Regions from separate parts of the Gossypium hirsutum genome. Here region 1 is linked to region 2. A link is a contact called in public Hi-C data. All regions are on one chromosome and are shown on one strand. The core of a region is the stretch at or near the end of the contact, and the rest is flanking DNA. Distances in the headings are between cores, read along the strand shown.

Region 1 (6,308 bases), core at 1,457-3,956, 250 kb after region 2:
AATGTTGGCCAATCTTCCTGGAGTCTCCCCCGCATATTAATCTTAACCAGGTCATCGAGCTCCTAGGGTGGCAACGGAATCATAAACCCAAACTGTTGTATCACTCGATCAAATTCATGCATCATTACCGTTGCAAAAATAACTAACGACACTTTCATGTTCCAGATGTTGCGACTGGCCAAAAATTCAGCCGAAATACATTCTTAAATCCTCGAATTCACATATGGCATCCATACAAATTGCTGTACGAATTTATAAATTTTAGTACCTGCCTAATATTTAATTTCAAATGTTGAAATAAAAAACCGATAACTTCGATCATAAACTAACCTCCTCTTTGATTTGATGATCTAAAGCTAGTTGGATATCCTTAAGCTCGGTTGGTATACCACTATATCTAGTGGGCTTATTCCACCTATTCAAATAATATGTTATTTCAAAATTACAACAATGAAAAATAAAAACGATAATGGTATTATCAAATGAATTTTACCATATTACAAGTGAGAATTTGTAAAGGAGTTCCACTCGGAGGCATAAAAATGGTAGTCGATACTATGCCTATGATTGAAGAAGGAGCATGTAACTAGCGAATTTAACTGTATTTGGTATTGTCACTTGACACATTTCTCTGTATAATATCACCACCGCTAATCCCCAACTAAGTCATCTTGCTTCTTTCAAGTCAGCTAGTAGTAGTAGCCACTTTAAATGTACAAGATTGCAAGATTTATCTGGCATTAGTAGACCCCTGATCAACCTCTAGATAAATGCGCGTGCGAATTGTTCTTTTTCAACATCACTCGAGGAAGCGTAGATAGTTTTGAAGTTGTCCTCCAACCATCTCATCTCAATTTGGCTACCCCTAAACTTGTCTGACACATTTCTTAGTAGTTACTTGCATGTTGCACTCTAATCGGCACTAATCACTGGCCTTGTAATGACTTCCTCCTCAACTGAAAGATCGAGTTGTAGACTAACGTCATCGAGTGTAATTGTACACTCACTGTAGGGAAAATAGAATGTGTATGCCTCAGGTCTCCATCTTTCGACCAAAACACTGATAAGTGGGGGCATCCAAGTTAGCCCCCCTGAGTATGTGAGCCACGCATAAAACTCCTTCATCTCACAAGTCTTCATAAATAACATTCGATGCACCTTCGCTTTAATTGTCTATGTACGTCTCCAAAATTCGATCTTCAGGCTGAGAATATAAACAAAAAAAATTAATAATCAGCATAATAATTAACTATTTAAAATTAAATAATTTAATAATATTTTCTTACCATCTGTCATTGAACGTTAGAGATATGCTTGTCATCTAAACGAATATGTTGATTTGTCATTTAAAAATTATAAGGAATAAAATAAGATCGAAGAGAATAAAATTCAGAAAAAGAATTAAAGAAATAATCGAGGATTGATGATTGAGAATTGAAAATTAAAAATTGAGGAATGAGTATTGAGTATTGAGTTAAAAAGAATGAAGTTTAGAAGAATTTATATAGAAAAAATTATGATTGTTGGATTCATTTTAGTCATTGGAAAAGTCATATCTATATTTACTCATAATTCAATTTTTTTTTTCACAATAAAATTCATTTCTATTATTGCGAACTCAACTGCAATTCAATCAAGTATATTAAAAACGTTGATTTATTACTTATTTGGTATCAAGATCACACACATATATATATATACATAATCAATTAAAAATTAAATGAGTGTAAATGAAGCAATGGTATTAATTGTATATAACATTGTATAAAGCTAATTAGTTTCAGAGTAAAATTTTTAATTCCTCTTATAACAGCAAACGCAAAGATTAAGGACGAAATTAAACCTTTATCAGGCCAACCTAACTCGAACGAAAATTAAACATGGACATTAAAAAGGAAGCCAAGCTCACAAGCTTTCAACTTATCAACATTTGGACGTGAAGACAAGAAGCATTTATTGTGTTGACACCAAACATGCAATAAATAACTGACAACTGGGACATTTGACATGATTTTTATAAAATTATGTAAAATACTATTTAAAAAGTATCCAAAGTTTTAGTTAAAATTGTAAAATTGAAGGTTTAAAATTTATGTATTTTTATGGTCAAATCTTACCATATATATTAGTTTTTTTTATAAAAATATATAAAATACTTTCATAATAATGTATTTTATTTTGTGAAAAGTAAGATTACTTTTAGTTGTATTTTAATTAAATTGATATTCGGTTGATTCATGATTTTAATTTAATTAAGAGTTTAAATAATAATATAAATACAATAAATATATATTTAAATTTGTATAAATATATTTTTTATATTAAAGGAATAATATTTGATATATGATTATTACATAAATCTAAGGTGGAACAAAATCCTAAAACATAAATTAAATGTTAATTATAACCATTATTTTATTATTTTTAGAGTTTAAAGATCTTATGATTTTGTGAGAGAAAAAATATAATATTATAAATAGTATCTAATTATATTTAAATAAAGTTGGTAGAATTTATATATAAGTTTGCTATATTTTTTTATATTTAATAATAAAATATTACTTTTTTTTTGATAATGTATGAGATTTATGTATCTAAAATAAAAATCATGAATGCAATTATAATATGAATGAAGATAATAATAATCACTATATGATAGCAGCACAACTATAATGTGAGTGAAAAGAAATAACATCTTTGTAAACAAAACTAAATGTCTTTTTGGTTGAAGATTATTAGGATGCATTGGGTAGCGAGTGGGCATGGACTCTTGAGTAGTACCAAGGGAGAAGAATTCTGTTGCCGATTGATTGGGGCTTTGTGTGTTTGATCGGGTGCCACAATGTATTCTTGACTTGTTGCTAGCTGATACTATGGGTGTCGCATTTTCACTACTAGATGACATAATCTGAGTTAGAAGTTGGTTAGTGAGATGATGAAAATTAGACACAATATAAAGACAAAAGTGTCCCTTTCCATTCTTTATTCATTTGAGCCATATTTTCTTTCATCCCGTTTCAGATGGAAAAGTAGAAAACGCAAAAGGATAGCTCTTATCTAAAAACCGTAACGAACTCTTATAATGTCATCATTAAAATCCAAACGCGCCATACCAGAAAACGGGAAAGGATTCACCTCAATGGATTCCACCACAGCTCAACGTCGACTTAACTCCATTCATGCCCACCTTGTCTCAGTCGTTGACTCCGCCTTTTCTCATTCCCACCTCCGCTCTTCCCCAACCGCTGCTGAGTTCCTCTCTGGTACGTTTCAGATGAAAATTGCTTTCTCTGCTTTGGGAGGTTGCTTTAGGCTTAATATTCCCTTCCATTAAAAAAGTAACATCTTTTTATCGGTACTATAAATTTATATCCTGGGTCTGGGATGGTCTTGATTGATTGTTCTTTTTTCATTGGTCTATCTTATTATGATGTAGAAACTGGAAAAGATTCTTCTTAAAATAAAATCTGGCAATTATGCATAAGAAGCATGAACTTGACAGTTCATTAAGACCTTTCGATTGTAGGATTTTGAGGACTGTCTTTCAGATAAATCTGGCAATTATGCATAAGAAGCATGAACTTGACAGTTCATTAAGACCTTTCGATTGTAGGATTTTGAGGACTGTCTTTCAGATAGAGACCAATAAGTATTTTGGTTGGATTTAATTTGTATCATAAGTATTTCGATCATTCTTGTAGATCGGTCACTGGGGAAATAATAATTGGTTTGAAGGGTTACTGGTGTCTTTATTGAACTAATTCTAGAGGGTAAAACTATGGTTTGAGTTTGAATTTGAAGTAATGGTTGCATGTTTATGTGAAAAAGAGCTTGTTTGTAGGAAGTGACCATGTATTTTGAGGCAGAGGAAGAGATGTTAGCGGCTGATAGCCAATTCATCTGATTTATCATTCAGAAGCTGCCATCTATTGCTAATTTTTTCTGTGATTAACTAACATATATTGATATTGATATTGAAATTGAAATTGAAATTGAAATTGATCTTTGAGCAGAACAGAATTACAGTGTTGTGCTGCCAGAGAAATTGCAGACAGGAAAATGGAATGTATACAGGTAACACTCTGCTACTATCCTTTATTCTTCTTTTTGGTCTCTGCCTTAACCCATCTTTGTTCGGCTGTTGTCTTATTTTTCAACTTTATGCCTTATGGCAGATCTGCTCGCTCTCCGTTGAAGCTAGTATCGCGATTTCCCAATCATCCTGATATTGGTACATTGCACGACAATTTTTTGTAAGCATCTTCTTTTAGATAGTGTGTGGCTATTGTCCAATGCATCAATGCTTTATCATCTATTTCATTTTGAAGTACATCCGATGGTTTCTTCACTTACTGATTATTATTATTTATTTAGACTCGCCGTTGATTTCTTTGGAGATAACAATTATCTCGGTACAAGAATTCGAGTCGATGGAACGGTTGGAGAGTATGTTTCCTTTTGACAAAATGAAGGTCACATTTTGTTGTCAAAGTTCTCATTTGCTTTCATTTTTATGTTCTATTCATCAAGGTATAAGTGGATGACATACCGAGAAGCTGCTACAGCTCGAACAGCCATTGGTTGCGGCCTAATACATCATGGAATACTAAAGGTAGAGTGGTTTTTCAGTAGTAATTATATGTTTATATTACCAGTTGAACATATGTGCATCACTCTGTCATTCAAACTCATTCATCTTTTATTGAAGTATCTCTCTCTGACCTTTGACACACATGGAAAAACATAAAAAAATCTGAACATATCTGTATCCGACACTAACACCTCAAGTTTTGCTTTTATAATGACAGGGCTCTTGTATTGGATTATATTTCATCAATAGACCAGAATGGATCATTGTTGATCATGCTTGCTCTGCGTATTCCCTTATATCAGTTCCTTTATATGACACTCTAGGTTTGCCACTGCCCCAAATGCTTTCCTTTTCGATTCAATATTTGTCCAACTTGGCCTATTGCTAAGATGCTATGTCGAAAATCATGTTTCTCTGCAGGTCCAGGTGCTGTCAAGTACATCATAAATCATGCGGAACTAAAAGCCGTATTTTGCGTGCCTCAGACTTTGAATCCTGTAAGTTCAACCCTTCAATGGTGCATGCATGATTTGAAATGTTGGTATTTGGGATAAAAATAAACTTATAAGAAATTAAAGAAGGTTTCAAGGCGTGTATTAAAGCCCCTTTAAGGTTCTATTCATCCCCACTATATTATTTTGGTCTGTAGGAGAATAAAATTTTTTTTTGATGTGTCAAACAAATAAAATTTGACTCCTATTTATAGGAGTCCTCATGTCTTTTCGCAGAAATACAACTATCTAAATGGATAATCACATCTTTTAATAATAAACATAATAATTCAATATATATCTCATTTAATAATCATGATTCATTGTTAAAATCAAGTAATATAATTTTTGAATTCAAGAGACATTACCCATCATTATGAAATAAGATAACTTTTGGTTAATAATCAAACGATATAACTTTTTGTTACTTATAACTTTTCATTTGCAACAATCAGAACATTATATATATTTTGAAAATGTTCCAACAATCTCCTTCTACTCTCAAAATATTCTAGATTTTAATAATCTTGAAAATCAATTGCATAAATGAAAGCGTCTTACGATAGAACCTCCACTTAGTGAAAACATGTTAAAGTTAATCGAAATTGCATGGTAGGTAAGCTTGAACCAGCTATTCCAATTGATTAACTGAATACATATCACACAACGATTTCAAAACCAATCAATACACAATATCTAGGGACACTATTTTGGCCATGTGTCTGTAACCTTTTTTCATGAATGCTGTTAGATTCAAGCTCTTGAGGTCCTAAAAGCAGTCACACTTTCACCCATATAGGTAGATCTTATCAAGAGTGTTCTTATAATTATAACACTTTAACATATTTATGTTATGGATTTATTAAGAGTATAATACTCATCATTTCCCTATTATTATGGGTATCTAGTACTTTTCACTCTTGGATGATATTATAATTCTTTTATAGTGCTAGCAGTCACATATTGATGATGTACTTTGTTTCATTGGACTCAAGACTTGACGTTATATCAAGCATTGAGTCGAGTTTTCTTTATGGGTGACACAAATATTATGGGTTTGTATCTCATCCTTAAATTTTCAACTTTCCAACTTAGCTATATTAATAATTTATACCATATGGTGAAATTTTATATTTATTTGTGTCTTGAAAGTTTTCAAGACCAACATCTTCACCATGTTCAATTATCCATTTTTTTGTAAAAGAATGCTATTAAGGATATCATTT
Region 2 (6,990 bases), core at 3,354-5,853:
ACTTGTCCACTTAGAGGCTTTGTGAAGATATCAGCCATCTGATCTTCCGTCTTGCAATATTCAACTTGAACATCACCATTATTCACTAGTTCCCTCAAGAAGTGATATCGAATGCGAATGTGTTTTGTCCTTCTATGAAGAACTGGATCTTTTGTGACCGAAATAGTAGAACTATTGTCACAAAACAAAATTGTTGACTTGCTTTGCTTCTGCTTAAGACTTTCCAAAATTCCACGTAACCAAATCAATTGACATCCTGCATAAGATGCAGCGATATATTCAGCTTCTGTAGTCGAAAGCGCCACAATTGATTGTTTCTTTGAACTCCATGAAACTGCACCATTACCAAGGTGAAAAACATAACCAGAAGTGCTTCTGCTATCATCAATGCTTCCTGCTAAATCACTATCCGTATAACCAATGAGATCAACTAATGTATTAGCTTTATAGAAAATTCCATAATCAATGGTTCCCTTCACATATCTCAATATTCTCTTGGCAGCCTCCTAGTGATTGGAGTAAGGTTTCTCTATGAATCTACTTACCAAGCTAACAGCATACACGATATTAGGCCTTGTCGAAGTCAGATACATCAACTTCCCAACCAAACTTCTGAATATGGTGGAATTGACAAGCTTTCCTTCACCCTCTTTAGATAACTTCAGACCTGTAATGCATGGATTAGAGACTGGATTCGCATTTTCCATCATGAATTTTTTTAGAACTTCCTTTGCGTAGCTCTCTTGTGAAATAAAAATTCCTTTCTCGGATTGATGAACTTCAATGCCAAGAAAATGATGAAGTTCTCCCAAATCTGTCATCTTAAATTCTGCCATCATTGAGTGCTGAAATTCTTTCAACATCTTCACATCATTTCCTGTGAAAATAAGATCATCAACGTAGAGACTTACAACCATGAATCTTCCTTGATAATTGCCTTTGATGTAGAGAGTATGCTCATATGGAGATTTCTGGAATCCACACTTCTGAAAATAAGAATCGATGCTGCTGTACGATGCTCTAGGTGATTGCTTCAACCCGTACAAAGCTTTCTTCAACTTGTAAACTTTTTCTTCTTCTCCTTTTTAGACAAACCCTGGTGGTTGATCAACATAGACTTCTTCTTTGAGAACACCATTCAAAAATGCAGATTTTACGTCCATTTGGAACATTTTCCAATTGTTTTGGGCAGCAAGAGAAATAAGTAACCGAACTGTCTCAAGTCTTGAAACTGGAGCAAATACCTCTGTAAAATCTTCTCCTTCCTTTTGCTTGTATCCTTTTGCAACCAGTCTTGCCTTGTACTTGTTGATAGAGCCATTCGGATTCATCTTTGTCTTGTACACCCATTTGACTCCAATTGAATTCTTGTGCGGCGGTAAGTCTGTGAGTTCCCATGTATCATTGTTTTCAATTGAGCAAATGTCTTCTTTCATGGCTTTCCTCCATATTTCTTCTTGATATGCATCATCAAAAGAAATTGGATCTTCTCCTGCAAAGAAGGCAAAAAATACAGCATCATTTTGCACAACTTCATCCGTTACATCATATAACTCTTGGATGCTTCTCGTTTTTCGGATCGGGCTGGATGAAGAAGAATTTGATGAAGAACTTGGGGAAGCAGGAGGATTTTCTACTTGAGCATCATCTTCAGCATTCTCAATTACTGCCTCTTCTTCTTCTTCAAGTTCAAAAGGAAAAATTGGCAAATTTTCCTTTTCAACTTCCATATCTTCAAACATGGAATTTTCATCAAACCGAACATCTCGGCTTATCACAATCTTCTTTGTCACCGGATTATACAACTTGTATGCCTTACTTCTTTCACTATAGCCAATGAAAATGCATTTCTCTGACTTGTCATCCAACTTGCTTCTCATTGCATCTGGAATATGAGAGTAGGCAACACTCCTAAATACTCTAAGATGGCTAACACTAGGCTTTATACCATACCACGCCTCATGTGGTGTGCAATTCTCCAAGCTTCTTGTCGGTGATCTGTTTATAAGATAAACTGCACAGGAAACAGCTTCAGCCCAAAATCTTCTTGATAACCTCTTCTTCTTAAGAAGACATCTAGCCATTTCCATAATTGTTCTGTTCTTTCTTTCACACACACCATTTTGCTGAGGTGTATGGCGGACTGTCATTTCATGCCAGATGCCACTATCTCGGCAATATTTCTCAAATTCTTTTGAAAAATATTCACCTCCACGATCTGTACGCAAGGTGTTAATTTTCAACCCAGTAAAGTTCTCCAGTTCTGCCTTAAAATCTTTGAATCTCTGAAAAGCCTCTGATTTTTCTTTGACACAATACACCCATAACTTTCTTGAGTAATCATCAATGAAAGAGATAAAGTAACGATTACCTCCTAAAGATGAAACTGTCATTGGACCACAAAGATCTGATTGAATAAGTTGCAATAATCTTCTTGCTTTCCACGAGGATTGAGAAGGAAAAGCAATTTTCTGTTGCTTTCCAAGTTGACATGCTTCACAAACATCATCAAGCCGATCGATTTTTGGTAAGCCTCTAACCATCATCTTCCTTGAAAGCATCTCCAAATTTCCATAGTTTAAATGTCCATATCTATCATGCCATAACTTTGAAATTCCTTTATGAGCACCAATAAAACAAGACATATTCTGATTTTGAAGGGTAAGAGAGAAAAGATTATTTGATGCCACTCCAACTCTAGCAACAACCTGATTTTTCTTTGATAAATAGCAAGCCATGTCTCGGAAATGAATATCATACCCCTTCTTCAAGAGATGCCCAACGCTAAGCAGATTATTTTTAAGACCAGGAACAAAATAAACTTCAGACATTTTCTCTACCCTTCCTTGCTTTGTTTTGAACTCCAACTCACCAACACCGCTAACTTTGTAAGCTTTTCCATCTCCTACTTTTACTTTTCCACAATCAGATTCAAAGAACTTCGAAAATAAATTTTTGTTACCTGTCATATGCTTGCTAGCACCACTGTCTATGTACCAGACATCATCAATCTCTCCACCATGAGATACGAGCAACAAAGTTTCTTGCTTTTGCTCTTGATTATTTTGTACTATATTAGCTTCATTTTTCTCTTCTTTTTTGTACCAGCATTCACTTGCCAAATGACCAGGTTTGCGACAATTATAACATTCAAAATAGCCACGACCTCTTCCTCTTTGATTTCCACGTCCACGTCCTCTTTGTGATCCTCTAAAATTTTGACTTTGGTTGGCTTCTTTCCATCCATTCTCCATGCTTACATCTTCACCTCTTTCACGAGCATTTGAGCCTCTTCTTCTAAAATTTCTTCCTCTTCCACGACCACGATCTCTCCTTCTTTGATTTTTAAAATCTCCCTTATTCTCATTTAGAGACAACTTTGACTGGAGTGCTTGATCTAGATCTACTTTTTCTTCTTGTTTAATCTTTCTTCATGGGCTTGCAACGAACCTGTGAGTTCATCAATAGTCATGGTACTCAAGTCCTTTCATTCTTCAATGGCAACCACAATGTAGTCAAATCTGGAATCTAAAGAACGGAGAATTTTCTCAACACCACGAATATCATCCATAGTTTCACCATTTCTTTTTAATTGATTGACTATGGACAAAACCCGTGAACAGTAATCAGAAACTGATTCTGACTCTGTTTTTTGCAATCTTTCAAACTCTCCTCGAAGAGTTTGCAACCGAACTCTTTTCACCTTTTCATCTCCTTTGAATGAATTTTGTAAAAATTCCCATGCTTGTTTTGCCGTGGTGGCACAAGCTATTTTTTCCCAAGCCGCTTCATATGATTGAACTCCTTGATATATCCAAAATAAGGCTTGCTGATTTTTCTTTCTTGATTTTCTTAGACTCTCTTTTTGAACTTGTGTTAATCCTTCCTCCTCTTCAGCCTCAACTTCATTATAACCTTTTTCAACAATCTCCCAAACTTCTAGAGATCCAAGAAGAGCCTTCATTTGGATACTCCATTTGCCATAATTTTCTTTGGTTAATTGGGGAACAGAAGAAAGAGGAATAGAATTGTTCATTTCGATCGAACAAGGCTCTGATACCAATTTGTAGTTGAATGATTAATATTTGGAGAAATAAAACAAAGAAAATGATAAAGAATATAATGGAGAAGAGAAATAAATTTTGTATGAAAAAAAATTCTTTCAAATAATCTTTTATTTCAAGCACACGAAGTTAATAATTCTTCATCACATACAACTCTTTATATAGGAGTTGTAAGTGACTATTCATCTATATCACTATATGCTAGGAGTTGTGATTATTCATGCATGTGTGTATCTTTTCATATTCAAGCCTCTTAACTTTTCATCTTCAAGTCTCTTCACTATTCATATTCAAGTTTTTTCACTTTTCATATTCAAATCTCTTCACTCTTCTAACTTTTCATAATTTATTTGTGCAAGGTTAATTTAATTATGTGCCAACAGATAATTCTCCAAGATTGATGCAATTTGGTTCTTGTTTTTTCTGTTCGTGAGTCTGCCTTTATTCATTCGTGAATAATTGGGCAGGAGAGGTGGGGTGTGTGTGTTCCGGTTGGTTTTCAATGGGACTGGGGTCTGCTCAAGGGCGTACGGTGGTGACTGCAATGTGGGGCAAGGTGCCAAGATTGAGCAGCGTTCTAAGCGGTGAATCTTGTCCTTTGTTCCGTGTTGTTCTCCTCAACTGTAGATTTTTGTACTATTTTTTCTTTTTCTTTTTTCGTGACATAAAGAAATCTACGTAACTTTTTGGATTTCTTGTTTTTTTAAGTTCTCATGAAAATTAATGGTCGAAAAGATTAGTTTGACTTTTCTACGAAAGGTGCATGAAAATAGGTTTTTCTGTGTTCTTTATCCTTTGGCTTTTTACGTACAATTCCTTTATGTTTTGCATGTGTTTTCTTTAATATCCTTTTTCAAGAACGTAAAACTTATTAGTTCGGTTTTAAGGTTTTCCTCTGTATTCTTTTATAGATTATGATTTAGGCTTTTCAGTTTAGTTTTTCTGTTAGTTTTTTATTGCTTTCACGTTGTAGGGTTTCTTTTTTCATATTCATCATCGGGACGATTATCTCTATTGGCTTTGTTGCGATTTTTCTTTTTCACTATCTTGTACAATGCTTTCTTGAAAAAATCGTGTCTCTGTGTTTTTAGGCATTGTCCTTGTTTCTATCTGAATCTTTGCGATTGTTATTCTAGTTTTATCTCTAACTGTTTTGTGTTTTGTATGATTTTGGATTAGTCTGCTAATATGAGACATTGTTTTCTTAGAATTTCGTTGCTTTTTCATTTGTTAGGTTATCTTGGTTTGGGCTTTTGTTGCTTTCCATGTTTCTTTGGAGCAGGTTAGAACGGCTATAGGGTTGTTGGTGTTGATCGTCTTGAAGTTTGTATCGAGGGTGCGGTTAGTTGTGGATCGGTGCATTGGCCCTCCTTCGCTCGATCAATAGTTGAAGAACTAAATGAGCTTCTTGAGAAGCTGACCTTCTCTGAAGAGGAATCAAAGAGAGTGTTTAGCTCCACTCGACTCTCATCAAATTCTAAGGGTTATGAGGCTTGGGCGATCGGCAAAGTAATGTCGAATGAAAAACTTAATAAAGAGGCAATGTTTAGGGTTTTACGATCTCTGCGGTTCACAAAAGAAGAGGTGAACTTCGTGGAATTAAGAGAAAAAGTCATCTTGGTCAAATTTGGGGCGGTTGAAGATAGAACAAGAATCTTGAACCTTGCTCCATGGCTTTTCGATCAAAGTCTTTTTTCCCTAGCTTCGTATGTAAAGGATCAGGAGATAGAAAAATATACCTTCAACCTATCACCCTTCTGGGTGAGAATATATAACCTTTCGACCAAATGGACAGGCAAACGGCGTTAGAAGTAGGAGAAGCAATTGGCGAGGTGATGGCAATTGATTGAAGGGATAAGGATGGTGGCTGGATTGAATATATTAGAGATAAGGTTAAAATAGATGTCCTCAAGCCCATAAGAAGAGTGGTCTACCTTGTGGGAAAAAATGATACTGAAATTGTTTGTGCCTTAAAATACGAATGACTCCCGACCTTTTGCTACAAATGTGGGATCATTGGCCATAAAACACAAAAGTGCAACGAAGAAGGGAGTTAAAAGAAGTTAGACAAGATAGGATTTCAGTATGGTGATTGGCTAAGAGCGCAAACCAGGAGTACAACCCAAGGAAAAGGAAACTGGGGGAATGGCGTTGAGTTTTTAGAGGGAAGGCTAGGGAGTAACAGTGAGAATCAAGCAAACAAAAGGGAAAAAAATAGAAAAAGAAAACGAAACCATGAGAGGTTTCAAAAAAGAAAAAATAAAAACTAGAGAGGAGGAATCAGGGTTGAGATCTCATGTGGTAAAACAGCCAGCTCGTGGATGCGTGATGGAGGGGGGAAAACCGAAACAAAAGGAAAAAAGCAAGAAGTGGCAATGGGGAGAACCGCGATGACAGTTCAATTCGACTAGTGTGCAGAAAACTATTGGAGAGCATCTCACCTTGTAAGGCGGTGGCTGGAGACCAGCCTCGCCAAGAACAATGAATCGCCTATGCTGAAACTGTCATGGGATTAGGAACCCTACAACAGTTTGGGAATTGAAGTAACTTCTTGTTGCGAATGACCCTGATGTTATTTTTCTTTGTGAAACTAAAGTGCAAACTAACAAGTTTTCTCGTATTTGAAATCTTTGCAGGATGGAAGGCTGTATGTTGTTAATGCTATAGGAAGGAGTGGTGGTCTTGCAACGATGTGGAAGGAGAGGTTGAAATCAAAAACTACTCCAGCAACCATATCGATTCTCTGATTCATATAGAAAGCCATAACCCCATCCAATTCACTGGCTTCTACGGAAACGCCGATCCAAAAATAAAAAAAGCTCGTGGGAAATGCTTAAGAGGGTGGGGAGCTCAGTTAAGGAAACTTGGATTATCGGTGGTAATTTTAATGCCATCTTTAATGATTCAGAAAAGGAAGGAGGTCGAA

The links. Hi-C and Micro-C count contacts between places; a contact is called where the count stands out from the background.
Region 1: a Hi-C map of leaf shows a contact between it and region 2, with 1.6 times the contacts expected there. The contact joins the promoter of LOC107888868 here to the enhancer-like site in region 2. A contact is called at or near these places in 8 of 34 Hi-C or Micro-C datasets (hypocotyl, leaf and petal).

Annotation. Positions count from the first base shown.
Region 1 is chrA09:51,716,590-51,722,897 of Gossypium_hirsutum_v2.1, forward strand. LOC107888868 (long chain acyl-CoA synthetase 6, peroxisomal) reads left to right here and starts at 2,707. Exons shown (of 24, transcript XM_041076089.1): 1 at 2,707-2,923; 2 at 3,022-3,263; 3 at 4,014-4,074; 4 at 4,176-4,253; 5 at 4,375-4,446; 6 at 4,531-4,612; 7 at 4,809-4,914; 8 at 5,012-5,088. The coding sequence starts at 3,083.
Region 2 is chrA09:51,462,323-51,469,312 of Gossypium_hirsutum_v2.1, forward strand. No RefSeq gene overlaps it. Among protein-coding and RNA genes, the nearest start is that of LOC107888871, 23 kb to the right of the region's middle. Within about 2 kb of position 4,604, at least 1 of the 9 cell types and tissues checked has an H3K27ac peak or open chromatin away from gene starts, as enhancers often do. A contact at or near this core is called in leaf, where this site is marked.